7 separate regions of the Mus musculus genome follow, and regions 2, 3, 4, 5, 6 and 7 are each linked to region 1. A link is a contact called in public HiCAR-type, HiChIP or PLAC-seq and promoter capture Hi-C data. All regions are on one chromosome and are shown on one strand. Each heading gives the region's core, a stretch centred on a gene start, on an enhancer-like site or on the middle of the called end of the contact. The rest is flanking DNA. Distances are from core to core; before and after follow the strand shown.

What was found. Promoter capture Hi-C pulls out the DNA fragments that hold promoters and counts their contacts. HiCAR-type assays count read pairs that join an accessible place to other places. HiChIP or PLAC-seq counts read pairs in DNA pulled down with a chosen protein or histone mark.
Region 2: a HiCAR-type map of astrocytes shows a contact between it and region 1, with 2.9 times the contacts expected there. The contact joins the promoter of Lrpprc here to the promoter of Prkce in region 1. A contact is called at or near these places in 1 of 39 promoter capture datasets (liver) and 2 of 115 datasets of contacts at active chromatin or transcription factors (astrocytes and microglia).
Region 3: a FOXA1 HiChIP or PLAC-seq map of pancreatic cancer cells shows a contact between it and region 1. The contact joins the promoter of Calm2 here to the promoter of Prkce in region 1. A contact is called at or near these places in 3 of 39 promoter capture datasets (liver, pre-B cells and stem cell-derived epiblast-like cells), 2 of 115 datasets of contacts at active chromatin or transcription factors (pancreatic cancer cells and pro-B cells) and 1 of 9 other capture datasets (liver).
Region 4: a contact with region 1 is called in a HiCAR-type map of astrocytes, with 4 times the contacts expected there. The contact joins the promoter of Ppm1b here to the promoter of Prkce in region 1. A contact is called at or near these places in 3 of 39 promoter capture datasets (hippocampal neurons, liver and pre-B cells), 1 of 484 Hi-C or Micro-C datasets (B cells), 3 of 115 datasets of contacts at active chromatin or transcription factors (astrocytes, pancreatic cancer cells and thymic regulatory T cells) and 1 of 9 other capture datasets (adipose tissue).
Region 5: a contact with region 1 is called in an H3K27ac HiChIP or PLAC-seq map of thymic regulatory T cells, with 6 times the contacts expected there. The contact joins the promoter of 4833418N02Rik here to the promoter of Prkce in region 1. A contact is called at or near these places in 2 of 39 promoter capture datasets (hippocampal neurons and liver), 4 of 484 Hi-C or Micro-C datasets (B cells and embryonic stem cells), 5 of 115 datasets of contacts at active chromatin or transcription factors (embryonic stem cells, large pre-B cells, pro-B cells and 2 more) and 3 of 9 other capture datasets (adipose tissue, embryonic stem cells and liver).
Region 6: a promoter capture Hi-C map of liver shows a contact between it and region 1, with 2.5 times the contacts expected there. The contact joins the promoter of Mcfd2 here to the promoter of Prkce in region 1. A contact is called at or near these places in 11 of 39 promoter capture datasets (the 3T3-L1 cell line, the C10 cell line, the HPC-7 cell line and 6 more), 5 of 484 Hi-C or Micro-C datasets (the G1E-ER4 cell line, cerebral cortex and cortical neurons), 6 of 115 datasets of contacts at active chromatin or transcription factors (embryonic hindbrain, embryonic stem cells, forebrain and 3 more) and 1 of 9 other capture datasets (adipose tissue).
Region 7: a contact with region 1 is called in an H3K27ac HiChIP or PLAC-seq map of embryonic stem cells, with 3 times the contacts expected there. The contact joins the promoter of Prepl here to the promoter of Prkce in region 1. A contact is called at or near these places in 1 of 39 promoter capture datasets (embryonic stem cells) and 1 of 115 datasets of contacts at active chromatin or transcription factors (embryonic stem cells).

The regions. Positions count from the first base shown.
Region 1 is chr17:86,166,103-86,169,595 of GRCm38.p6, forward strand. It overlaps Prkce (protein kinase C, epsilon), which reads left to right and starts at 1,683. Exons shown (of 15, transcript NM_011104.3): 1 at 1,683-2,838. The coding sequence starts at 2,491. Gm5817 (predicted gene 5817) reads right to left here and starts at 1,383. Exons shown (of 2, transcript NR_165800.1): 1 at 359-1,383.
Region 2 is chr17:84,788,856-84,792,348 of GRCm38.p6, forward strand. It overlaps Lrpprc (leucine-rich PPR-motif containing), which reads right to left and starts at 1,931. Exons shown (of 38, transcript NM_028233.2): 1 at 1,510-1,931. The coding sequence starts at 1,658.
Region 3 is chr17:87,445,177-87,448,669 of GRCm38.p6, forward strand. It overlaps Calm2 (calmodulin 2), which reads right to left and starts at 1,759. Exons shown (of 6, transcript NM_007589.5): 1 at 1,617-1,759. The coding sequence starts at 1,619.
Region 4 is chr17:84,956,236-84,959,728 of GRCm38.p6, forward strand. Ppm1b (protein phosphatase 1B, magnesium dependent, beta isoform) reads left to right here and starts at 1,766. Exons shown (of 6, transcript NM_001159496.1): 1 at 1,766-2,159. 1110020A21Rik (RIKEN cDNA 1110020A21 gene) reads right to left here and starts at 1,188. Exons shown (of 4, transcript NR_027929.1): 1 at 965-1,188.
Region 5 is chr17:87,281,284-87,284,776 of GRCm38.p6, forward strand. 4833418N02Rik (RIKEN cDNA 4833418N02 gene) reads right to left here and starts at 1,531. Exons shown (of 5, transcript NR_015506.3): 1 at 891-1,531. Ttc7 (tetratricopeptide repeat domain 7) reads left to right here and starts at 1,603. Exons shown (of 20, transcript NM_028639.3): 1 at 1,603-2,127. The coding sequence starts at 1,941.
Region 6 is chr17:87,264,275-87,267,767 of GRCm38.p6, forward strand. Mcfd2 (multiple coagulation factor deficiency 2) reads right to left here and starts at 1,673. Exons shown (of 4, transcript NM_139295.3): 1 at 1,561-1,673.
Region 7 is chr17:85,088,418-85,091,910 of GRCm38.p6, forward strand. It overlaps Prepl (prolyl endopeptidase-like), which reads right to left and starts at 1,850. Exons shown (of 15, transcript NM_001163622.1): 1 at 1,689-1,850; 2 at 1-458. The coding sequence starts at 135. It overlaps Camkmt (calmodulin-lysine N-methyltransferase), which reads left to right and starts at 2,209. Exons shown (of 11, transcript NM_028576.3): 1 at 2,209-2,446. The coding sequence starts at 2,309.

The DNA.
Region 1 (3,493 bases), core at 433-2,932:
TGTATAGCAAAGGTGCATTTTTATCCCACGCAACAGGACTGGCTGTCAGGAAAGTAAGTGAGCTACGGGGAGGGGGCGTGACTGCACACTTAAACTTTAGGAGGAGATCTGCCTGAACTCAAACCCCTGAACTCTGTGTGTGTGTGTGTGTGTGTGTGTGTGTGTGTGTGTGTGTGTACTGTACTTGGTATGTCATTCCTGGAGACTGCCTTCTCATCTTTAAACTACAAGAAATGATAACCCTTTTCCACAGAGGAAAAAGTGAATGGAATGCGGTTTGTACATTTTGATCCACACTTATCAGAGTCGCCAGATAAACACTTAGCTTTTCACCATCCGAACGAACAGCCGGACTTGCCTTGGCACTCGGGTGAGGGCGGAGGTTTTCTTTTTCCACTCACACGGCGGAGAGCTGCGGGACGAACCCCTTCCCGGGCGCAGGCTGGAAGTTCCCGCTGCGCGGCGCCCGGGGCCTGGCGCGCCCCGCCCGGCGCTCCCAGGTTCCCAGTCCCCCTCGGCACAGAGCCATTCCCTGCCGCCCGCCTTCCCGGTCCTGGTCCCTGGCCCAGGAAATTCTTCCCCAGCAGCCCAGGGCTCGCCTCACGTGACCAGCCGCCGTCGCGGCTGCTTCCAGAGAGTTTAAAGGTTACCGAGGAAATTAGTATGGATACAGCCACTGGACCCCAGGAGGACGCATCGGGCTTTCCCGCAGCCCGAACGCCGGTTGTCAGGGCGCGGATCAAGCCTTGTCCTCTTAAGGGGCACACACAAGGTCCCGCATAAGTAGGAGGAGTCACTTTGAGAAATAAACAGACATTCGAACCAGGCCGGGCCCAGGTTCTACTAGTCTTCCACAAGTTCTCGCAACCCAATCAGGCCCAGAACAAATCCCCAGAGGGGAGAGTCTCCTCAAGGGGGAAAAAAAGAGGGTTTCAAAACTCACACCCAGCCGAAGGGCTCAGCAGTCCGGGTGTCCCCTCCCCCATCGCGGCACAGTAGAGAATCCCAGGGCAGAGTGACAAATAGGCCAGCTCTCCGCGGGCGACTGGTGACCGCCGCAGTCCAGGCAGAGTGGGGGAAGGTGATTAGTCTTCTTGGACATTGCGACCCCCTCCATTCCACCAGGCCCAGTTTTAAGTGATAGTGTTGGCCGCAGGGTGCGAGAGAAAAGCGCGGCCCGCTGCTCTCCGGGTCCAGACCCCGCTCTCCTGGTGCAGATCCGAGGAGCACAGACTCGGCCTGCGACAGTCGCTCCCGCACCTCCGCGACGCCACACTCCTGGGTTCCGCGCGGAGTCCTTCCTCAGCTCCCCCGCGCGCCACGGCAAACGGACCCGGCCGGCCCGCTCCTGCTCTTTTCTGCTCGGCTCACTTTTCCCGTATTGCTCCCCCAACCGGCAAAACTTTCTATTTCCCCAAACAGTGGCGCGCGCGCGCGCGCGTGCACACACACACACACACACACACACACACACACACACACACACTCACACACACTGACGTCTTTTGCGCATTTCCTGCATTAGAGGGAGGGAGAATCGCTCGCACAGCGATCGAGGGAAGCAGATCGCGGGCTGAGCGCTCTGGCGGGCGGCGAGCCGGCGGCAGCCGAGAGCGCGGACGCGGGGAGCGCGGCGGGCGGGCGGGCGCCGGCGGGCGGGAGGAGGGGCCGCGCGGAGTCGCAGTCCCTGCCCGGCCGCCGCGCTGCGCACCGCCGGGTGCCGGCCTGCGCCCCGAACCCAAGTGGCGGCCACCTCTACCTCCCAAGCCCGCGCGGATGTGAGATCCCAGGCACCGGGCGCCTCGCGATCGCCGGCTACGGCGCGACTCTGCTTAACCCGGGAGGTGACGGCGGGGCTGATCGTGCGGCTTGTGGATTTTTTAAAAATTTGGCTCCGGGGAGGACCATTTCCTCTCGACATGCATCCCTCCGGATAGACTGCACATCCCTCAGTCCACCCTCCGCCCCGCGCCGTCCGAGGCAGGCGCTGGGTGGGCGAAGAGGATCCGGGTTGAAATCTGTGCCCCCGGTTCTCGTCCCCGCCCCGTCCCGCCGCCCCCTCCCCCTCCGGGAGTCGAAATTGCCCGGGGATTATGTTTCGGAAAGGTAGGTGAGCGCCGGGCGCGGCGCCTGCTTCTCCGCACACGGACCCGAAGAACCAGCGAGGCGGCGAGGCAGCCCCCGCGGCTTGCAGCGGAGGCGACAGCTCGTCTCCTGCCGTGGAGGTGTCGCCGGTGGTGGGGGGGAGAGACTTGCTCCAAAAAAACGGACGTCTCCAGCTCTCCCCCCTCCCTGTTTTCCGTTAGGAATCCGGCGAGGAAATACATGCACTCGCTGAGAATCGGCGGCGCCAGGAGGCAGCGCCACAAGGTGTAGCGAGTGAGTGGGGTGGGGCAAGAGGGGACCCAGGAGTCCCCCAGGCTCCCGGCGCGCCTGCTCCTGCTCTTCAATCCTGCCCTCGGGGCGGACGGAGTGACCCCCGCCCCGACCATGGTAGTGTTCAATGGCCTTCTTAAGATCAAAATCTGCGAGGCGGTGAGCTTGAAGCCCACAGCCTGGTCGCTGCGCCATGCGGTGGGACCCCGGCCACAGACGTTCCTTTTGGACCCCTACATTGCCCTTAACGTGGACGACTCGCGCATCGGCCAAACAGCCACCAAGCAAAAGACCAACAGCCCGGCCTGGCACGATGAGTTCGTCACCGATGTGTGCAATGGGCGCAAGATCGAGCTGGCTGTCTTTCACGACGCTCCTATCGGCTACGACGACTTCGTGGCCAACTGCACCATCCAGTTCGAGGAGCTGCTGCAGAATGGGAGCCGTCACTTCGAGGACTGGGTGAGTCGGTCCTCCACGTCCGGGAGTCCCGGGTCCCAGGGAAAGACTTGCTGCCTGAGCATTGGTCCTGGGGCTCTGGGCTGTCTGTGTGTGCATGTGCGGCTCAGTTTTCTTGAAGAGGCACGTTTTATTTCCTAGCTGAAGAGACATATACAGTAGGGTATGAAAGACGAGATTTGACAGATGGGCACTATCCCTTGCCCCCCCCCCCGTGCCCTCCCAACAGTGGGCAGTACAGGTGGCTTGCAAGTTGGGAGAGAACCCGGAATGCAGGTGCATAGGTTGGTGGAAGGAATCTGCAAGTCCCTGGTGGACTTGGCTGAGCGACTGTGTGTGGGTGGGTCTCTCTGTCCTTGGAGAGACACGTGGAGCTCAGACTGGAGGGTTTTTGTGCCTCCTGGCTTTATCCTGGGTAGCCTAGTGAGTAGTTTTATAAAGCCGTCTTTCTGGTAGGAAGCCCCCTCTTCCTAAACAACTGTTTAGCTCATTTGATGACATACCAGAAAGGTCCTCACCCCCAGTGTCCCCTCTATAGGTCCTACAAACATAACACCAGCTTGCTTTGCCCATCTGTTTAGAATGCCGTATTCTCAAAAGGGCTTGTGGTGATAGGAAGTCAGGACTTTGAATCTTAAGATTTTATGCTTGCAGACTT
Region 2 (3,493 bases), core at 681-3,180, 1.4 Mb before region 1:
ATCGTGGGAGAGACAGCTTCTGAAGAGACACCCGGATGCTGAATGACTGAACAAGCTTTACAAAGACACCCAATGCCCTCCCTTACAGACAAGTCAGAACCAGGGGAGCTTGGTCAAAGGTCCATCCGAGTATGCAGCGAGGAAGTGGAACCCGGGTCTGATGAACACACAGATGTGTCACTAAAATGTGTTCAGTTTCTGCCAAACCCAACAGCAAACATCAATGCCTGCACTGTAGCAGCACTAGCCCTGGCCCCGAGGGGCCTCGGGTGAAGGACTAGATTCTAGTCACTAGAGGAAAGCTAAAGGAACCAGCACTGCTGTCTCAGAAGACATGAAAGTTAGGGCATGATTTCACTGTTCAAGCCTACCACAAAAATAGAGGCAAGACCCTAACTTACAAATAAGCATCTCTCCAAAGACAACCAAGTTGTTCAGACATCATGAAGCATTTCCTTCATCTATCTAGTTATACGCCGTGCCGGGCTGGCCCGTGAAGACAGTTACTTCTATTACAGTGTTATTATAATATACATCAAGCCCTGTATCTCATGAAATAGTCCTAACCTTATACGGTGTCCACCTGTGTACCTAAAGAAACTTAAGGCCTGGGCTGCTGAGTGATTTGTCCAATAGCCTAATGCAAATAAGCCAAAGCACCCTCAGTCCATGGCTCCCCACTCCAGATCATACTTCCTAAGTCTGTTTGCTAGACCCCAAAGTTCTAGTGTGGGGTGTACAACTGTCAATTTCTTTCCGGTACTAAAACCTAAGCACCCAACCTTCCTTTATCAGTTGTCAAGAATATCTATGTTCTTTAAGTGAACATACTTGTTTCCCTATAACCTCAATCCAGAAAGGCATATACTCACAAAAATACATGACACTAACTAGGAACTTAACTTGTTTTTGCAGTAGGTACATAGATCCCAACAGAGCACCTTGCACGCGTCCTTTAATCCATTCTAGTGTGACAATCTCCAACCCATGACATCTGTGTAAATACTGAAGGAAAATTCCACTCAGCACAACGCAAGCAAAAACCCGAACTGGCCATGATCAAATGTCAAGTTCTAAACTATCCCTAGATCACTAGAACTTCAAACCCCAATCCCAAGAAAAAGAAAATGAAAAACCAAAGCCTCGTAAGACTACAGACTAGCAGGTTACTGGTCACCAGCGTGCGAGAGCACCCAGGAAGGGTACTCCTAAGGAAAGGCACAACGCCTGTCCCCACCTCAGCCCCATCCACTCCCCCAAAGCCATTGAGCTTCACGGGCCTTTCCAAAGCTAGAGCAGGCAGAGACCTCAAGCAGCAAGCCGGAAGCCAGCCATGCCCTCGACCATGACCTTCTCAAGACTCTCAACCTTGTCACCCCAAACCACTGGCAAAGCATGGGGGAGGGGGTGGCCTCATGCCTGAGAAGCCGGGACCACGGAATTGGAGCAAACGAGCAGGACACCAGCCCGTCCACCGCAGCCAGTCAGGAGGAAGGGTCCGGTACTCACCCTGCAGCCGGCCGGCTACCAACAGCCGCGACCCGGACGACGGAGGACAGCCGGCCCGGGACGCCCGCAGGGAGGCGCAGGGACAGCGGGAGGCGCGGGGCCGCCGCGGCCCCGAGCAGCCAACGCGCGGGTCTCAGCAGGGCTGCCATGGCTCAGCGTACCCAAGGCAGGATAGGATGCACGCTCCTGCAGAGGACCTGGAGGAGCACGTGACGACCCGGTCGCCCCTAGTGGGACAAACTAAGGACCGAGGGCGTCCAGCGGAGGAGGAGGCAGATCCCCGCCAAGGCTCACGGGAGAGGCAAGCCGAGTTCGCGGGATACCCTGGATCCGCCTTCTGTTTTACTATACATTGTTTTTTGTCTTCCGTTCACAGTGTCCCTGTTCCCTTGTCCAGCGCCCCGGCTCTCAGCGAGCCTGGCGACAACACCCCTCCACTTTGAAGTTGGTAGAGCCCACTAGAGGTCGGCTCCGCCCATGCGCGCGCAAGGGCTTGTGGGGGGCCAACTAGGAGCGACACCGAGGGTTGCTGGGAAGGGCCGACCGTGCAGATCCCGGGGTGCCTACGACGTTCCAGCCTTGCGCCTCGGTTGCTACCGAGCCGCTGCCCTAGCTGCTCAGTGACGTAGTTCCTGCCGTAGCTCTCAGAAACGGCGGCCAGAGAAAAGCTTGACGAAGAGAACTGGGAGGCTGTGGACCTCCAGGTTAGCTACATGCTATTTGTGTGACTGGGGATGGGGTAGATAAATATACAGAACTCATCCTAAGTGCCTCGCTTCATGAAATCAATGGATTCTAATAAAGGTCGTATAATTTTAAATGTCAAGGTTGAAGTTTCTTTTTCTCAGTGCCCCGCTCCTTCCAGTTAATGCACTAAGCAACTAAGGTAGTGAGTGGTGCAATTGTCTGAGGATAGGTCTGGAGCTAGGAAAACAAGTTCTTGCCCTCACAGAGCTCGCATACTGAAAGGGTTCCCTGTGCACTCGTGTGAACCCGGGAACAGGTTTCCACTCTACTTAGTTATTCCTTGACTGCTACCAAGTGAACAGTCAAATTCTCCCTCTGCAAGTTTTCCCATGTGGCTGTTTCTTCTGCTAGCCAACAAACTTCAGAGTGCCCAGAATGAGAATGCAGCCTCTTTTATGGCGGAAGCTCGTGATCAGTTGAAGACACTTCGTGCTTTGAGCATTTATTGAATGGATATACGTTCAGAGTTAACTTGGCTTAGCTTTCTTTTGGAGAAGCTAATACCGCCCTGCAAGATGAAGTTACTCTGAGTTACTATAGAGCACTATGATAGAATATAATTCATTCTCTCATTCAGCATTAGTACTATTTATTGAGCACATATTTTGTGTCAGGCACTATTTGGAATGCTGGGAATACAACATGGGGGGGGGGATCTCAATTTAGACAAAATTCCGTACATCTAAAGAAACATAAGAATTGTGATATAAATAAAAGATTAAGGTAGGTTACGGTCTGTGGTGATTAATCTTGATAGGATTTACTATCACCTTGGAAACCAGACTTTAAGCCAGTGAGGGAGTTTTTACATTGGATTAGTTGAAGTGGCAAGACCCACCCTGAATGTGAATGACACCACTGGGTCCCACTGAGTGTAGGTGTGACGCAAAATCATTTGCTTTTTTAAAAAAATATATTTATTTTATTATGTGTATGAGTGTTTTGCCTGCATGTATGTGTGTAACCACAAGTGTGCCTGGTGCCCTTGAAGGTCAGGAGAGGGCTTCAGATGTCCTGGGAGTGCAGTTAGAGACAGATACAAGCTGCTGTGGTGGTTGCTGGGAAACGAACCTACCAGCAGAATGCAGAGAGTCCAGGCATTTGCCACACCCAAGGAAGGCTAGGGCTCTGGATGCAAATGTGAAACGAGGTTGGTGGAAGTAATTATGATGATGGACTTTCTAAGGGTTTACTCCTAAAACTCTACTCCTCGGTTGTGAAGTGTGCTCTTAATTGT
Region 3 (3,493 bases), core at 509-3,008, 1.3 Mb after region 1:
ATTTAAATATAAAACTTACTGGGGAGAACCACTGTTAAGATATAAATTCTAATTTTCCAGTAAAGATTTAAATCCTATGCTAACTAAAAAAATAATAAGTTACTATACAACTTGGAGTGTCAATTACTGCCTATAATTTACATCGTGTTTCCCCTTACAAAGAACAAATTCAGTCAGCATATTAAAATTCATTAGTTAAAAAATATATATCAAAAAGAATTCACCAAAGTTAAATGAAGGCTAGCTCTCTCAAGGTGAACACTCCCCACACCCAAGCAGGCTGGAGGTTTCAGTTGGCAGGGATTCCCAACTACTGTTTAAGATGTCACCTTGCCTCCTGGACACACCCATTGCTGTAACCATTTGGCAAGGGAGTAAAATAAGTATTGCAAATTATCGTCCTCATTAATTTTTTTAAAACAGAAAACACGAAGAGGGACTTATTTTTCAAAGCTCTTTCTAAAATCTCCTGCTCTCTTTTACACTCTTTAAGTGTACAGTTACTGACGGCCATTATTGCATAGGTGAACTGTCCGTAAGAACTAAGATCAGATGGCAACTTCCACTCTGAAACGCAAGTCGTTTTCAAGGAACTCTGCGTGTGGTAGAGGTGAACAGGAGTGCACCTGAGCACTCAAGAATTTAGCGACCCGCCCCTTAATTGCTACTTCCACTAGCTCATGGGGGCCGAAAAACGCCTTTGAGACCCTAACTGAGGTCGGTTGCTTTCCCTTTACGAGCTCTATTTTTTTTTTTTTTGAGAAAGCGCCCGACTTCCAGCAAAAGCTTGTATTCTTCAACGATTTAAAAAAAGAAAAAAAAATTAATCATCCAGTCTGGGTAGCGGAAGCCAGCACCAGATGGAGTGAACAAGCAGCAGCAGCAGCAGCCCTGCGCGGAGGGGGAGGGGGGACTGCTGGGGTCCCCTCCCCCGCCCATCCCCGCAGCGCCGCGGGCCGCCCAGACCTCCGCAGTCCTGCAGGTGCCAGCGCAGCAGCTGGGGCGCGAGCCGAGCCGAGCCGCGTAGGGCGGCGGCTCGGGGCCCCGCGCGCTCACCCCACCCGACCCCCGCGGCGGGGGTCCCCGCACGGGCTGGACCCACGGGGCGCGCCCCCGGCCCGGCCCGGCCCGGCCTCGCGGGGATGCGGGCTAACGGCGCCCGCTCGCCTCGGGGCCCCGCGCTCCTCCCCACCCCACCCCCCGCGCATGGCGGCCGGGCGGACAAAGGCGCTTCCTGGCGCCCGCGCTCGCTCGGCGGTGGCCGTTGGCGGTTTGAATCCGGCCCCCGGGGCTGACCTTTGGCGCCGCCTCGGCCGCAGCCCCTCCTGCTCTGCTCTCTCGACCGAGCCCACGGCCCCGCACCCCAGATCCATCCTCCCCCGGCCAAGCCCCGCAGCGGTCCCCCGACTCATCTAAAAGGGAACCCAAGAGGACAGGGGTGGGGGACACCTGCGACACAAGTGTCGCGGGGGGCCTCCTGGCTTTTTTTTTTTTTTTTTTTTGGTGCCGTCCCTCTGGCGAGGACAGTTCTGAGAGGGGAGGTCCCCTCTTTAGTCAATCCGCTTCAGCATCTTTCCCCGACCCGCGGGGCGCCGGCCGCTCAGCTACGCACTCACCATGCTGCAAGGGCTACGGGTTTCCGAGACGCGACCAGACAACCGCTCGACTCGCTCGCTCCACTCGGACTAATTCTCCTCCTCCGCCCCCAGCTCCTCATAAACACCTCCCTCCGCCTCCCTCCGCCAGATCCCTCCGCCTCATCCAGATAACGGAACCTAGCGAACGAGTCCCGGCCAGCCCCCGCCCCCTCCCCCCCCCCAACTCTCCGGGAGACCCCCTTTCTCCGCAGTCACTGGGCAGACACGCAAGAGAGAAAGGGGAGCAGGGGGACGGATGACGTAAGTGGGTTCCACTCCCAGGCAAGCCGTTAAAAGGCCGGGGGAACCGCGCCTGGCAGGAGCTACTTTGCGGCGCGGAGGAGCACCGCGGTGGCGGTCGACCAGGCGAACCTCGTTGAGCTTGCTGCTGATTGGCTGATTTGTACCTGCAATGCGTCACTTTCTCTCGCAGCCGGAACGCGGTTGCGGCTTCTGCCGTTGCTTGCTCGCGCCGCGCTGTCCTGGCAACTGCGCCAGGCGGCAGCGTGGCTCTCTCTGCGCTCGGCTGGAGGACCTTCTTCCACCCGTCCTGCCTGCCACAGACACACGCACACACTCACCTTCCCGCCCCGTATGGAGGTGCTGCTGACAAAAACAACACGGGCCAAAACAAAAAATAAATAAAACTGAAGGACACCCCCCCCCCCCAGTAAACACCCACCCAGCGCGCCCAGCTTCTCAGCGTTGCTGCATAGGGAGGCCGGTCGTTTTTCATTACACGGTGCCGAACCCATGCAGCTCAGCTGACAAGCTAATCAAAAAAGGGGCTTCCGTTTATGCCTACCCTTCGCTTCTCTTTCCTAGCAGTAATTTATCAGAAAGCTACTCAAACCCACTGTATCCGAGAGTGTGTGCTGTCGGTCTCCCCAAGGAGCCCCTCTGAAATTAGAAGCCCAAAGTAGACAACCAGAAAAGGATGATGGGGGTTAGAGAGGAAAATAAGGATTCCATCCTCAAAATACAGTGCCCAGAGAAGATTGATGGAACAGCCACGGCCCAGAGAGAATTAGGAAGATGGCGAAGGCAGAAAGAACTTCCCAGTTGAAAAAGCACCACCATGCAAACCCTCAAACCGTGGAGAGCAATCACTTTGTAAAAAGCAAGGCAAGATGAAACCTCAACTTCAGAAAGAAGCCTGCCTTCAGGATAGTTTCCCCGTTCAGCAAGAACATTTCGGTGCTAACAGCTATATGCACCCACTCGGAGAGTCCATTTTAACCTCCTTTACCTAAGTTAGACATCCCTCACACCTTTAAACATATCTTTTAATGAAGCCAGAGCTGGGCCCTCTTTCAGTCATGGAAACCAGACATTAAGCGGCCTTCTAATTAGCACTAACAAAGCTGACACCCTTTCGAACGAATGCCCACTCGATGGGAATACCAAACCAAACCAAACCTCAGATTTCTGTTTCTATTATCCTTGCCAATGTGGTGCCCTGATAATACTGAAAGGGAGGAGAGCTAATTAACCTTACCCCACAAATGAGATAAATATCATTATTTGGGAATATTACTTTAAAATGGGCACCTCCAGCCAAGAATCTGACGCCACCGTTCCGTTCCAGTGCACTACATTCTGGTAAATTCAAAGTTTTTCCAAGATATACCTCAGAAATTTGTCTGTGACTCCTCCTCAGATCTTCAGATGGAAGACCTACTAATTTTTTTTTTTGTCTTTCCGCTGACTCAGTAAAAATATTCTCTCCTTACACAGTACCCCATTAGCATGCGGTGATTTTACATATGAAATTTTTAATGGTGGGAAATTGAATGACAAAATGAATAATCACCTCTTCAAGGGAAGGAATTTTTAAGAGGATTGGTGCAGAATGT
Region 4 (3,493 bases), core at 516-3,015, 1.2 Mb before region 1:
GTTGCTTTTTGGTTGCCATGGTGTTTCATGGTCCCAATAGAAACCTTAAGACAGAGTTCTTAAACTTGAAGTTCCAGAGAAATCTGAATTGCAACCAAATGTTTATTTCCGCCAGTTTCACTTTGGAAATTGCTTCAGAAATATGTCCTTCTTTTCAAAGCTGAATTTGCACTCCCTTAGGTCGGTCTAAACCTAAGTTGTCCCAACTAACTTATACCTAAGTATGAATAAGATCGAAAACGTCTTTCAAAGACTTGAGCGAGTTTAAAAACTCTTCAGGTGAGCGCTTAAGTGCCCCATTACACTTTGATCTGGAAGAATTAACCTGGTTCACTTTCTAGCTCAATGTGGTTACTAGATGACCGTTTTCTCCCGGCCTTTGTGAAGCCTTCCGAGTAATCATACCCAGAGGGAGACTCCTTTATGTCATCATTACCCTTTGCAGACGTTCAATGATTACCTACCATTCCCAGTCTGGGACTGCCTGCCTTACTTTTGTATCTCCAGTTCTACCTACCACGCTTAGCAAAATGCAGGTGCTCTTTAAGAGAGGAATGACCTAGTGAATGTCAAGAGCCTAGACAGGAGTTTTAAAAATCAGACTCAGAAACAAAACACGGAACTGCCAAGGGCTGGAAGGCAGGAGGTCGAGGTAAATAAGAAGAACGAACAATCTGAACCATTGCAAAATCATCCCGAAGGGATCTCCTGTCCCATTTTCTCAAGTGGCTTTTCAGCCTTCTCAACTTCCCGCCCACTCTCCCCTGCTGGAGACAGGTCATGCAGGTATCCCAACAATGAGGCTCTGATTGGTCAGAGATGATTTCATTGTTAGGGAACATCCGGGCTCTTTCCCTCCCTGCATCACCTCCCCAGAGCCCTACGCGCCCAGTTTTGCACTCTCGCGTGCGCCCCACCCGTAGTTGAAGCAAAACAACGCCTCTCTCCAGGCCCTTTCTCGAACCTTTCTGAGCTCTTCCTTCACAGCTCTATGCCAAAGAGAGGCGGCCACTTCTTCCAATGAGGGTCTAGGGGCACTTCTCTGGCCAATCAGAAGCCGGCTCTCTCCACTCCGGGTGGGACCAATTTCCACCTATAACTGGACTGCCCGTTGGTTTCTTTATGGTGTTCGTTCTCCGCGAAGTGTAGAGGTCAGAACTGCAGGGTCCGCAGACTCGGGGCTTGGCCATCTACGAATACTAGCCAATCCCTTTTAGGATACTTTTGCGCGTTCATTTAAAAAAAGCCGAAGTGACGGACTTGGAAATTGGTTTCTTGACGGACAAGTAGAGGAAGCCAATAGTCGGAGGATCAGGCCGCCATTTGAACCAATCAGAAAAGGATATCGGTCTTCGAGTTGGGGCGTAATTTGACTGACGGAGGACTCTACCTATGGCTACTAGGGTGGGCAGGTCGGTGACGTCAGGAGTTAGGGCAAGGCGGAGGTGGGGCTGAATAAAGTAAATGGTAATGAAGGGTTGGGCCTCACTGGTGGGCGGTGTGTGATGGATAGTTGACCTTGCCAATTAAGGTGGGCACTGACGCCCAATGAGAAATTAAAGACTCAGAGGCGGGGCCGTGTGGGCGGGGAAAGAGAAGCACAGAAGATACTAGGGGCCAGGTTGGGCGGGAGAACGTAGATTGACAGGCTTCTCAGCAAACCGAGGGCAGCGGTGACACACGCGGCGTCCCAATGGGTGCCCTTGGGGGGCGGAGCCCGAGGAGGGGCGGGGAAAGACGGCGGTGCGGGGAGGGGAGGGGGGTTGCAGAAGGAGCGGAGCGGCCGCTGCTCAATGGCGGAAAAGCCGCTGGTGCTCTGACCGCCTGGTCCCCCCTGGCAGTTGCGGGGGAGTTTCCTGCCGGCGCGGCTGGAGTCTCTGTTTCTCCGTGTCCGGTGGCTGGAAGATGCTCCAGAGAGATCAGGCTGCGGCGGAGGAGGTGGCGGCGGCCGAGTCGGCAGCGGCTCTGGGTTGGAGAGAAGGCGGCGGCGGCGGTGTGAGGGGCCGGACGGTGTAAACAGCTCGGGCGGCGGCGGTGGCCGAGCCCCCGAGGGCGAAGCGGCGGCGGAGGCGGTGTCGCGTCTCGGGAGAAAGCCGGGGGCCGCGGGCGGCTGTGCGGCGGGCGAGCCCGCGAGACCTCCCTTTCTACCTTCGCCCCAGGTAAGGCCGCTTTGCGCCCAGCCGAGTGGGGGAACGGCCGTCCGTCCGTCCAGCCTGCTCTCGGAGCACCGGGCTAGGCCCAGGGCCTGGGCTGCCGCCGCCGCCTCCGCTTGCGCGCGAGGCTTCGCGGGGCGCGGCGCGGCGAGGGAGTAGTTTGCCGGGGCGCGTGGAAGTCCGCTGCTTCCCCTCGCGCCGCGGCGTGCAGGCAGCGCCCATGGGCGCGCGGGCCACCCCAAGGCCGCGGCTCACCCAGTCCTGCCCGCCGCTCCGGAAAACACCTTTCGGTGTGGCTCTCTCTCCCGGTCGCTTTCTGCCCTCCCCTGCGCTCCGCTCTCCTTTCTTGTGAAATCTTTCTGGTTTTTCTGTCTGTGCCTCTCCGGGCCTCCTTCCCCCTCCTGTGCTTTAAACCGTTTGTCTTGCTCCTCTTAGCCAGACTCGGGGGTTCGTGTCTGTGTGTTGCCCACCAACCACGGTCCGAAAATTTCGGGTGTCGTGCTTAACAATGGGCTTCTTAAATGAAATTACTATGAACTCCATCTCAAGTTTACATGAATTCCATTAAGAATAGACTGGACAGTATTATGTGATCGGTCATTACTTTTTATCTTTAAAAGCCTTTAAGGAAAGAAAGTATCATTAAGCATAGCTGAAAAGAACCCTGAAATAAACTTATATAAATGAAGGGCTTGGTGAATGTTAGAGCCATTTCTTCATTTTTTAAAAAAGTTGCATGACCTCTAATACCAGTTTTAGCACCTCTAGGACGTTTGCCCATCTTATTTGGCAAAAAATTGCCTCTTAAGGATTTGATAGCTGCCCAAATTCATCAGTATTCAAGCGCTTCTAAAAACAACTTGGAAACTTAAAAACAACTAAGAAGTTGTTTTGGTAAGTCACACAGAACTTTTAAAATAGGCCCCACATGTTTAATGTATCAAAATAAAACTGGCAGGAGTCTTATAAAGGGATTATTAGGGAATTTGGGTTGTCTTCATGTTATGCGGCTATTTTGGGAAAAACATTCTTTTTCTGTTAACAAACGTTTATAGCTCCTGTGATGTGAGAGTTAACTGAAGCTTACTGTGGGATTAGCACAGGAACTCTTTATGTTGAGCCTACTGCCTGGATGGAGAAGTGGTAGGTTGTCCAGTGAAGAGGGTATAAGTCACAGTGTGTTCTGCGCGATGGCCCCTACATGTTCATAGATACTACTTCATTTACTTTCTCTGTTGTGCAATTACAGTGTTCCTTTTGTAGGTTGCCTTTGAAATACATCATCTCTGAGTATGGAGGTTATTCTGACTATTATAGAATTTTCCCAGTGTAGACTTCAC
Region 5 (3,493 bases), core at 281-2,780, 1.1 Mb after region 1:
TTTCCACTCTCTCTTCCTAATGCTGGTCATTAGAAGATGAGGATCTTGGCTCTGCTAGCAAAGAGCTGAGACGCGGTCAGGCGCCTGGAGGAACACTTGCTTTGTATCTGAGGCACGAACTCTGTGCCCTCCCGTGCCCACACTCAAACTGATGATAGAGTCAAACAGACAAGAGCTAATGCTCTCTGCAGCCAGTCCTCCAGTATTTGCAACCGTGGTTGACAAAAGAATGGGAAGAAAAGATGGGGTTTCTTTGTTTCTATCAGTCTACCCTTCCCCTTTCTGTCAATCCTGCTGTTCCCTCTGGCCCCAGGGGTATCTCCCACTAACACTCTGACTAGGTAAATTGAAAACGCATTCTCAGGATACCCAAGTCAGTCTTTCACTCTTTCTGCCTTCCCCAACCCTCTCCCCACCCCATCCCCCTGCCCCACCGCCTCCGTGAAACCTAGTTCTGCAGAACCTCAGGTTCTGCACACAGGGGCAGGGAATCTTGCCTTCCAGGGAGGAAGGGGGCTTCATTTCGATCACACGGAGGAGCTGAAGTTTTGATAGGGACCGGCCCTGGTAATGGGCGTCAGGAGCCTGTGCTCTGATAGACCCGAAAACCTTAGTTCTGTACTGAAACTTGAAGCTGTAAATTTCCCGGCAGCAAGGGGCAGGGAGTGGAAGGACCTCCCGGAGAAGTAGAAAGCGGTCAGTTTCGAACTACTGAAAAGCTTGCCTGAAATCATTCTCGAACGTTTTCGGAATGGACCTCACAACAAGTGACTTAAGTACAGGCCCTGGGGATTTTTTTTTCAGTGTTGGCTGTGGTTTTAGCTACATCCTCAATTCCCAGGCAGGATTGACAGCTCCAGTTTCACCGAGGGTGGGGTCACGATACTTGCCTTCTAGCCAGGGTAGTCCTGGCTCCGCCCTCCAAGCCCCGCCCAGAGTCCTTTGAACTTCTGGGCACCGCTGGCCTTAGAGCGGAGCAGAGCGGAGTCGGGCGCTCCCTGGAGTTCTGATCAGCCTTTAGACACCAAAATAAAGTAGCAGCAAGTGGAAAATCAGCTGAGATCCTCTTTTAGAACCCAGAGTAGGCATTCCGATGGAAAGAGGAGTCCGGCAGTTAAAACAAACATAAACCCTCTCCGAGTTGGGGACATCCGAAGAGCTTAGGGACTTGCCCCGGCCGGTCTATCCGCAGCCCTGCGGGCGGGCGCGTTGCATCCGACCCGGATCCGCCAAGAGCCCGGGACCAGGACTGTCCTGTCGGCCGCTCCTCGGATTTGTGACGTGCCTCAGGCTGTGGCGGTGACGGGGCCACCACACAAAGCCGGGCGGTCCGGGCGGAGGACCCCAGGCCAAGAGTCCTGACGGGATGGGGAGGGAACGGGGAGCGAGGCGCCCCCGGGCTCCCGGGCTCCCCGCAGCATTAAAGTGAGCACCCAGTCAGCGGCGGGGAGCCGGCGGAGGGCGGCCCGAGATCGCCGTGTGCGCGCTTGGCTTCTGTGGCCTCGCTGGCGGTCGGCTCGCCTAGCCCGGCGGGGGATAGCCACGCCCACTTTGGGGTGGAGCCGCGGCCCGGGGAGGTTCCGCTGTTGGAGACGCCCGGGCACGGGGCGGGAGCTGTGGCAGCAGCTGCTGCACAGGAGGAGACAGCAGCGTCAGGAGCTGCTGCAGCAGCGGCGGAGGCTGCTTCTGGACGCCTTGGGGTCGCGCAGCCGCAGCCCCAGTCCAGAGGCTCCAGGCGGTGCGGTGGGCGCTGCCGCCGCCGCTGCTGCTGCTGCTGCTGCGGGCCCCTTGCCGTTACCCGGGCCCCCTCTGCCACCCGGGCCCCGGATGCCGTCTGCACTCCCGTCAAGCCTGCTGGAGAGTGCTCCCCAGCCTGGACGCCGCCCCCGGCCTGGTCTCCACTCCTCCGCCGCACCTCCCATGACAGCTCCTGCTCGAAGATGGCTGCGAAGGGCGCGCACGGCACCCACCTGAAGGTGGAGAGCGAGGTGGAGCGCTGCCGCGCCGAGGGCCAGTGGGACCGCATGTTCGAGCTGGCCCGGCATCTGCAGATGCTGGGCATTTCCGGCGGCGGCAGTAGCAACCGGCGAAACAGCCCGAGCGGCAGGTTCACCACTCTGGACACCGGTGAGTGAGGGAAGGGCAGATTCGCCCGGAGCGAGCGCGCGAAAAGCACCGCCTCGTCCAGGAAGCGCGACTCAACCGACCCGTCCCGGAGCCGGCGCTGGGTGCTACCCTCCGGCTTGCCGAGGCAGTTAGGAAAGTCGTCTGTCCCAAGAGAAAAATCGCTTTGCAGATTGGGTGTTTGAAGAGAAGAGAGAGAAAGAGAAAAGTTTGTGCTCTCTGCCTTTTAAGGTCACGTGGGTAACCCTACCCTGAAATGGAGGTTTCTGTAGGTATCAGAGAAGTGCATTCATTAGACCGGACCGTTGCCTCCCTAAACTGTCGAAACTCCCTCATGTTAAATTTGTTCCTCTGTGTCTTCTCTTATTTTCCCCTCAAATAAAGTTGAGACCAAGCTCTGTCCACAGCAGACTTAGACCGATGCGTTTGGTCAGAGAAGAGGCCGGCGAACCTCAGTTTCTTCGCCAGTGGCGGACACTGGCCCCATCCAGTCCTGGCAGCCTGTGGCTTTTGCAGCAGGGCTGGTTTAGTTGGGCTGGGCTCTTGTGCTGGGGCGGGAAAGCACCCTGATGGGGTAGAGGGAGAACCCCGCCCAGTCTTCAGACCCAGATCCTGTTTCGGGTGTCTTGCTCTCTGCGGTGGGAGAGGTTCAGAGCCCGCCGCGTGTGCACACCCACCTTTTCCGAAGTGGGCAGAGAATAAGTCCGACTATAAAGAGTTTTCCAAAACCACCCAGCCCGGGACACCTCTGTGGGAGCGATGGGGTGATTATAACCCTGATCCAATATAGTGCTTACTGTGTGCCACACCAACCTCGGGACTTTAGCCGTCACTCCTCCCAGCGACTCCTGTTTCCTGGATTTGCTGTATTTATAGGTAAATAGCTTCATCAATCAGCCAGTAAGTTGTGAAATCTGAACCCAGGATTCTGAGTACACCTTTTCGTTTGTCCTGTGTTCTCTCAAAGATGAGTACCCTTGCAGAGCAACTAGAGTGGATAGGAGGCAGGATGGTAGACAGTTATGGCTTAGATTGTAGAGCTCAGAGGAAAGGCAGCAGGCTTCAGAGTTGCAGCGGACCCTACAATAGAAGGGCAAGGTATTTCCCAGCATCCTGCATGCAGGAATCCCAGGAGGTCTGAGCATGGCAGGGGGAAGTGGTCAGTTTCTCCCTGTTCCAGGAAATGTATGGGAATCCTCTGGGCTGGTGCACGCGGGACACACTCAGGTGTTGGTACCTGGTACCTTGTGTGGGAATATGAGTGAGGTTGGTCCCACAGAGCAAGGTGCTGGGCCCCAGACAGGAAGCAGAGCCTCCTTTCGTCCCGTGGGCCTGCTTTTCCTACACTCTTCTTCAGAGCCCTCCCAGG
Region 6 (3,493 bases), core at 423-2,922, 1.1 Mb after region 1:
CCTTGTCTGTTTCTTCCTTCCTATCTTTCCTTCTCCTCTTTCCAAAGGTCAGGATCTGTGTTCTCTCATTTGTGAACTGAACAACGCTGAGCTGGCGTGGGACGTGGTCAGAATGGGGTGAGAAGAAACACAGTACTTAAGTCTCTATCTCAGAGGCCCTGGCCTAAGGCTGAGCTCTCCCTTTGCAGCACTCCTGCCCACCCTTCCTTCCCACTGGGCCATTATTCCTATCAGGGAGTGGGCTTTCCTCCTAGCAGCTGTTGGCAGCCTTCAGAGGCTCTTAGTTGGGAATTTACATTCAAAGCAATCACATTTGACAACACCCCAGACATCCTGTTACACGGAGCCAAGGCCAACTGACTAGTGCTTCCTAGTTGTAGTCATCTCCATGCTCTTGAAGTCCAAGTAACCAGCAAGTTTCTGGGTTACAGAAAGCCCCCACATGGGCTGAGGTTGAAAACTTGTCCTGAATAGGCTGGTGTTTAATAGTCTGGTCCATTTGTTCACTGGGGGATTCCAAAGGAATGCCATGCTACCCTTATAACTAACATTTAACTAAGAGCCTAGTTACATAGGGAGAGCAGAGCTGTGAAGGCTGTGAGAACAGTCAGACGCCTCTCGACAGCAAAACACAGGTCACTAAAGAGGCACTCCAGGGGTATCACACACACCCCCATCCACAGAAAGCATGAGAAGAAATATTTCAACCCAAAGCAAAGCACGCCCCTCCATATGGCAGTGAACACCTAAACATGACTTAAGTCCAATCCAGAATATTCAGATGAGGAGGGGCAGGTCTTGAGTAAAGTACAAAGACAGTGAGTGAGTCACAACAGGCATTGCAGGAAGGAAAGAAGAGCTTGGAAGGGCAATGAGAATCCACAGAAGGACCTGGGAATGGGGCAGGGTGGCTGAGCGTGTCTCTACCTCCCCTGTACTGGACACGTTGAGGAGGGTCAATCAATATTAAAGGAGCAGAAAAGAGAGCTGATTGCTAAGGCAAGGTGTCTGGAAAAGTGAGAGTTTTGAATAGGTTCAATGTATTTGATGAGTGTAGGTAAGAGTGACGCCCAGGCCTCTGGTTTGGGCATATGTGTGGATGGAGGTGCCATGTCCCAGAAAGGGAAAACGAGACAAACGAGCATCCCTTGTCTACCTAACCTCCTAGGCTCAAACTAGCCAACCCTGTCGAGACAACAGGACCTGTGGGTCTGCCCCGAGGAAGGTGGGGGAGCCAGAGGCAGATGGAGTAACGCCTGAGACCCGCGTGCTTCCAGGCCAGCCAGGGTCCGTGTCCAGCCCACACAGCTGGCCCTACAGCCTAGTACTGAGACTCCCAGCAATGGGGTGAGCGCAAACAACAGCGCGGTGCTCAGCCGGGCAGACACGTCTGGCCCCCGAAACCCTCTCGGAAGACAGGCTGCCTCCGTGGGCCACAGGTCCCGCTGCGCCCTGAAGGTCCGCATCCTCCACCCCGCCACCCGGGCCTCCCATTCTCGAGCCCCAGGCCGACCGACCTCTGCCCCGAGGGTCAGGCCTCCGGCCCGTGGGTTCGCTCACCCCGATAATCCCCGACGCAGTCGCGAAGCACTCCAACGTGAACCTTGCCAGCTGCCGTCCCTGGGACGCTTTTCTCCGCACGCCGGTCCCGCCCCTCGCCCAGCCGCGCACGCGCACAGCCTCCCGCCCGCCCACCAACGCTGCCGGCCCCGCCCCCTGTGCGACCCGATCCAGTGGATCCACGTGTCCCCTGTGGCTGGCGCGGCCAGACCCGCCTCCCGAGGGCGACACCCTACTGCTAGGGCCCTGGGGAGGCCAAGAGGCGAGCTGGTTGCTAGGCAAACCTGAGGCTCCGGAACGTGGCTCACCGTGGGTTGTGGGCTGCAGGATCCGGAGGAGGCGGACTCCGAAGCTGGCCAGCCTCACCTTCTCTATACTTTGACGGATATCCTTGCTTCCACTACAAACTGAGAGAGTAAAACCCCTAACTCCTGTCCCAGTGAGGCAGCCGGTACTTCTCGGGGATCCTGCGTTTCCAAGACTGACCTGCTTCCATTTTCTTTTTGCTCCATTCCCTGAGCCGCAGCCTCAAGATCCAGCTAGTAAAGTTCCTGAAATCGTCTGGTTTTGTTGTTTTCTTTGAGAGAAGACAATATATTTAAAAAAAAAAAAAAAAAAAAGGATCCTGCCCTTTGATATTAACAAAATTGTCTTTCAGTGAATGTGTATAGATACAGATAGATATATGAGCTTAGGACTGTACATTTTAAAATTCCTTCTCTCCTTTGTATCTTTGAAGATACATAATCGTATTTTTTTTAGATGCACCTACATCAAAGATGGAGAGAGATTATATCAAAGCCCACCCCCACCCCCTCTTCCTTGTAGCCTTGAAAATTGCCCAACAGCACCGTTTTTGTCTCTTTGTCCCACTTTCCAAGATTAAGATTTCAACATTATCCATAGGGAGAGAAAGCCTCTTTCAAGAGTCCCTAAGATATTGCATCTCATTCCATCTCATTCTGAAGGTTAGATTAATTTGGTCCAGTTCATTCTGGGTACCCTGTAGTTGACTGCATTGTACCTACGATCCTTTGTCCTGGGAGCTACAAATGCAGGCAGTTTATGAAGCTCAGTAAGTAGAGACTGGACCGAGGGTAGCCTGGAGCATTCTTCACCTCACACCTCCTAGACTTTTTGTTTTGTTGCTGATTTGGTGTTTTGATTTTTCGAGACAGGATCTCTCAGTGTAGCCCTGGCTGTTCTGGAACTTGCTCTGTAGACCGGGCTGCCCGCAGACTCAGATCCATCTGCTTCTGTCTCCCAAGTGCTGGGATTAAAGGTGTGTGCCACCACTGCCCTGCTCAGACTTTTTTCTAATAAGCACTTGCCACCAAGCCAGATACTCCACCTTCTCTGTGGATGCTAGCTTTTGTCATCTTTCTCTTTCTACTGGATCATTCTTACCTGCATAGATGCTTGCCCTCTGGTTCTTTCCTACAATGCTATTGAAATGGCCATCTCCATGCAAACCAGGTCTCTTCTGACTTGCTTATTCCTCGAAGTCAAACATGGCTCCCATTGTCTCCTTTGTTTGAATGCTGTGGAGGTGGGTTTGAGTTCTGCTATGCTCAAGCTATGCTCAGTGTGACACACAGTCTCCTGCTGCCTGCTGATCAAGATGCAGAACTCTCAGCTCCTTCTCCAGCACCATGTCTGCCTAGATGCTGCCATGCTTCCCACCTTGATGATAATGGACTGAACCTCTGAAACTGGAAGCCAGCCCCAGTTAAATGTTGTCCTTTGCAAGAGTTGCTGTGGTTATGGCATCTCTTCACAGCGATTAAAAACCCTAAGGCACAGCCACACTTTGAAGCATTTTTTTTTTCTTTCCTGACAACTATGCTTGTTGTTCTCCGGTCTGTCCTCCTGGCATCGCATCCTCTGCTCAACGTACGAAAAGAGGGCGCCATGGTGCTGAGTACTCTCATCT
Region 7 (3,493 bases), core at 600-3,099, 1.1 Mb before region 1:
GTGGTACTTTTTCAATCTTACTCTACTGTAATAAGGACCAGCGACGTTACGGTAACTCTGTTTCTGCATGCAGTTCCCAAGATGAGGAATACTATGCTTCAAAGCTCGGAGAGAGAATTTGGCCGTCTGCAGCATGGTGGCAAAGTCCCTGGTTTTTGCTCCCTTAGGGGCTGCCAGCACGTGGATGATTTCATACGTATAATTATACAGTCATGGGATCTTAGTGCATTTGAGGTCCCCACATCTCATCCCTCCCCTGTGGCGTCATGAGCCCCTTAGGTTACCAATTACTGTAGACATCTGATAACTTAGGTTAAACACGTTTAAAACCTTGTATGCGTTAAGTTCATTCAGATCATACTTCTTGGCAGGCGGGACTTAATAAACACGTCATCTGTAAAGTCAGTTTTCCTAGGGACAAGCTAAGCAGCAGTGACTCTGGAGAACGTATGGACAAACTAAAACAAAACAAAACAAAACAAAACAGAAAACAAACAAAATAAAATAATTTGCAAATGAGTAAATGAACTTAATGGGAATCTCAGGTACTCAGAGGGGGTTCAAAAGCAAGATGGCTTTTATCTTACATAATTCTGGGCATATCATTGGGATGTGAAAGACAAATTAGAAAAAGCCTAAACCATGACATAAAAGGGGGATGCTTAGTTGTTGAGTGAGGCGAGGCGCCACATAGTTTTCACCTAGCTGTCTAGTTTAAGCTGCGTGTGCACTCGATGAGTGAGCTAGAGCTGGTCATTGTCCAGGTGGCCCAACTGTGGCTCTGGGGAGCTGGAGACACTCCCCCAACTCACTGATTCAGTGAACCGCCCAACTGACTGGCTCCTCCTCCTAGAGGAGCAATTGGATTTCACCATAAAAGGATAATGAATTAAAAACAACTGTAAGATGCACAAATAAAATGTCGAGTCATTTTTGGTTTCTTCTGGAAGGTAAAGATCATTTTAACTTCCATAACTACAGACCCAGGTTTAGGTCTTGGGCCTTGTACACTAACTGCATCTGGATTCAATTTTTTCACTTGTGGAACAGAAATTAACCATAGCACTTAATCTCTGCGGTTGTAGTTTTGTAACAAAACCAAACAATTTATTTTAAGAACTTAGTCCAAGTACCTGGCACATAGTAACCATTCAACAAAAGGTCGTTAATATTATTAGCATAGGGATAATTTAGCTATGCTAAACACTGTTGAGTGTAAAATGAGAGAAATCTTCTCTAACACGTTCCTTGGTAGCACAGAAACACTGCGTCAGTTTTGCCATAGATCCGACCAGCTATGACGCCCCCTCCCCCCCTTAATCTCTTATGTCGCAGCAAAATAATGGGCCAGTGGAGCAGTAGCCTAGAAGAAAAATGCTTTTAAATCGCTTAGTCTGTCCCCATAGCTCCAACCCATTCATCCACCATCTGCATTGAGAAGACCCTGTGCGAGGATAGGGAGACTGGTGGGGTAAGTAAGCAAATGGGTGCTCCCGGAGCACCTCCTCGTTTCCCGGTGCAACTGTGCATCCCGAACACGTCGTATTCACAGGACGTGAGGGAATGGTACGGGTCAGAACGTACAGAAGAGACAGGGATCAAAAAAGGGACCAGGGAAGTGAGGAATGGCTGGAAGGTGGGCAGAGGAATTAGGAAAGGGGAACCATCAGCAACCCTTCCATACGTACGCAAATCGAAAGACAGCTGGACGAGCGAAGGTAGAGAAGACAAATACGAGAAACCGAAGCTCTCCAGAAGGAGCTGCAGTCACCTCAGCCTTGTCCAGCCGAAGCCAGCCTCCAGCACCCAGCAAGAAAGACAACCTACCTCGCGCCGCCCAGAGCTAGTTTGCAGCACGCCGGTCTACGTAACACCAACCCAGACCGATAGGGAAGCGCATTTCGCCATCTTTATTATGGCCAGTGGTGGGCTTTTTCTCTTCCTGAACTCACTCATCTTAGGAGACAACTGTATTTCGGTTTTCTGGTATTCCGGCGAGCAAGAGACAAAGTGAGGAAAAAAAGAAAACAGCGAGGAAAGCCCTGTCTGCAGCTATTCCACAGTCCCCTCCCACTCCGGCTCGCCCTCACTTAAGATGGCCACCAGAAAAAGTGGTGCAATGAAGCGACGCCGCTGCTTTGGTTGCCAAGGAGACGCTAATACCGGAAATGCGGAATTCGGGGAGGGTGCACGGAAGAGCTGTGGGCCAGAGGCCGGGCGTCACAGGTCCTGACAGGGAAGAAGTTGGCAGGTCCTGACTGGGGAGAGCCGTGGCGGACGCAACCTCCGGGTCCAGTCAGCTCTGGAGATGGAGTCGCAGGTCGCGGCCGCTGGGGCTGCAGAGACTGAGGCAGAGGCGGGCAAGCGTCCCGCGATGGGCAGTGCCAGCCAGGGCTCGCTGGTCTCGGCGCCCAAGGGGGCCGTCCGGTGGCAGCTTCTGCGACAGGTAAGGGCGAGCGCTCGCCTGCCCTGCCTGTGGCCACTCCCCTCGCAGGTAGCAGGCAGCCCGTTTGTCGGGAGCCAAGCGAGAAGCGCCCCCTTGCTCCTTCATCTCCGCTGTCCCGCTGTCCCACCAAAAATGGGAGAGACTCTGGCGGGGCTGGAGAGCGGGACAGCCAGAGCGAGCTCTCAGAAACTCAGAAAATCCTTGTGCTCGCCTGTCTGGTGGGTGGGACCGCCTGTCTTCTCCGTGTGCTGCTCTTCTTTCCCGCCCCCTTTCCATCCTTATTTTATTTTTTGCTTCTTAACTCCCAGCCTGGTCACCTGGGTGCACTTTTTGGTCCCACATCTCTGGAGATCCGTGAGGTTCACTAATGGGATGGGGATTCTGCACGCGTTTCCTGGTTTTGTATATGGGAGAGTAAAGGGAGAGAGGGAAACCTACTGCTTGCTCCTTTTCCCGCCACGTGAAACTAAGTTTGGAGTCATTATTGGGATACTCGCTGCCCAAGGTTTAGCAACGAATCCAGATACTTCAGTCTTCCAAACCGCTCCAGTGAAGGCTGCTGTGTTTATAAGTTTTCTTAGTCATTGTGACTCCTCACAGCAATAGGAAAGTAACTAAGACAGTGGCCGGGGGGCAATGAGTCCTTAGTCTGTTATTTTACTTAGTTATTGCTTTTTAACAACCACATGTCGTATGTCATGCAATGTCTGTGAACCACCTGGTAGTCTCTTGATAAAACCTGAGTGGTTTACGGTTGTGTACCTGGTCTATATACCCATAGTTCTCAGAGTTGGCTGGCATGTTCTCCCAGTTATGGTAGAGTGTATAAGAGCAAGAGGCACATTTCAAATCCCTGCTTACATGATGTCTGTTAATATGCTATGTTACTTAGCTTCTATTATTACTGTGATAAAAATGCTAGGCAATGCAATTTAAGAAAGGAAGGGTATGTATTGGCACACAGTTTGACGGTACAGACTTTAGTAGGAAAAATCAAGGCTCAGGATCCTGGAGCATTGTGTGAGCAGTCAGGAAGAACAGAGCGAT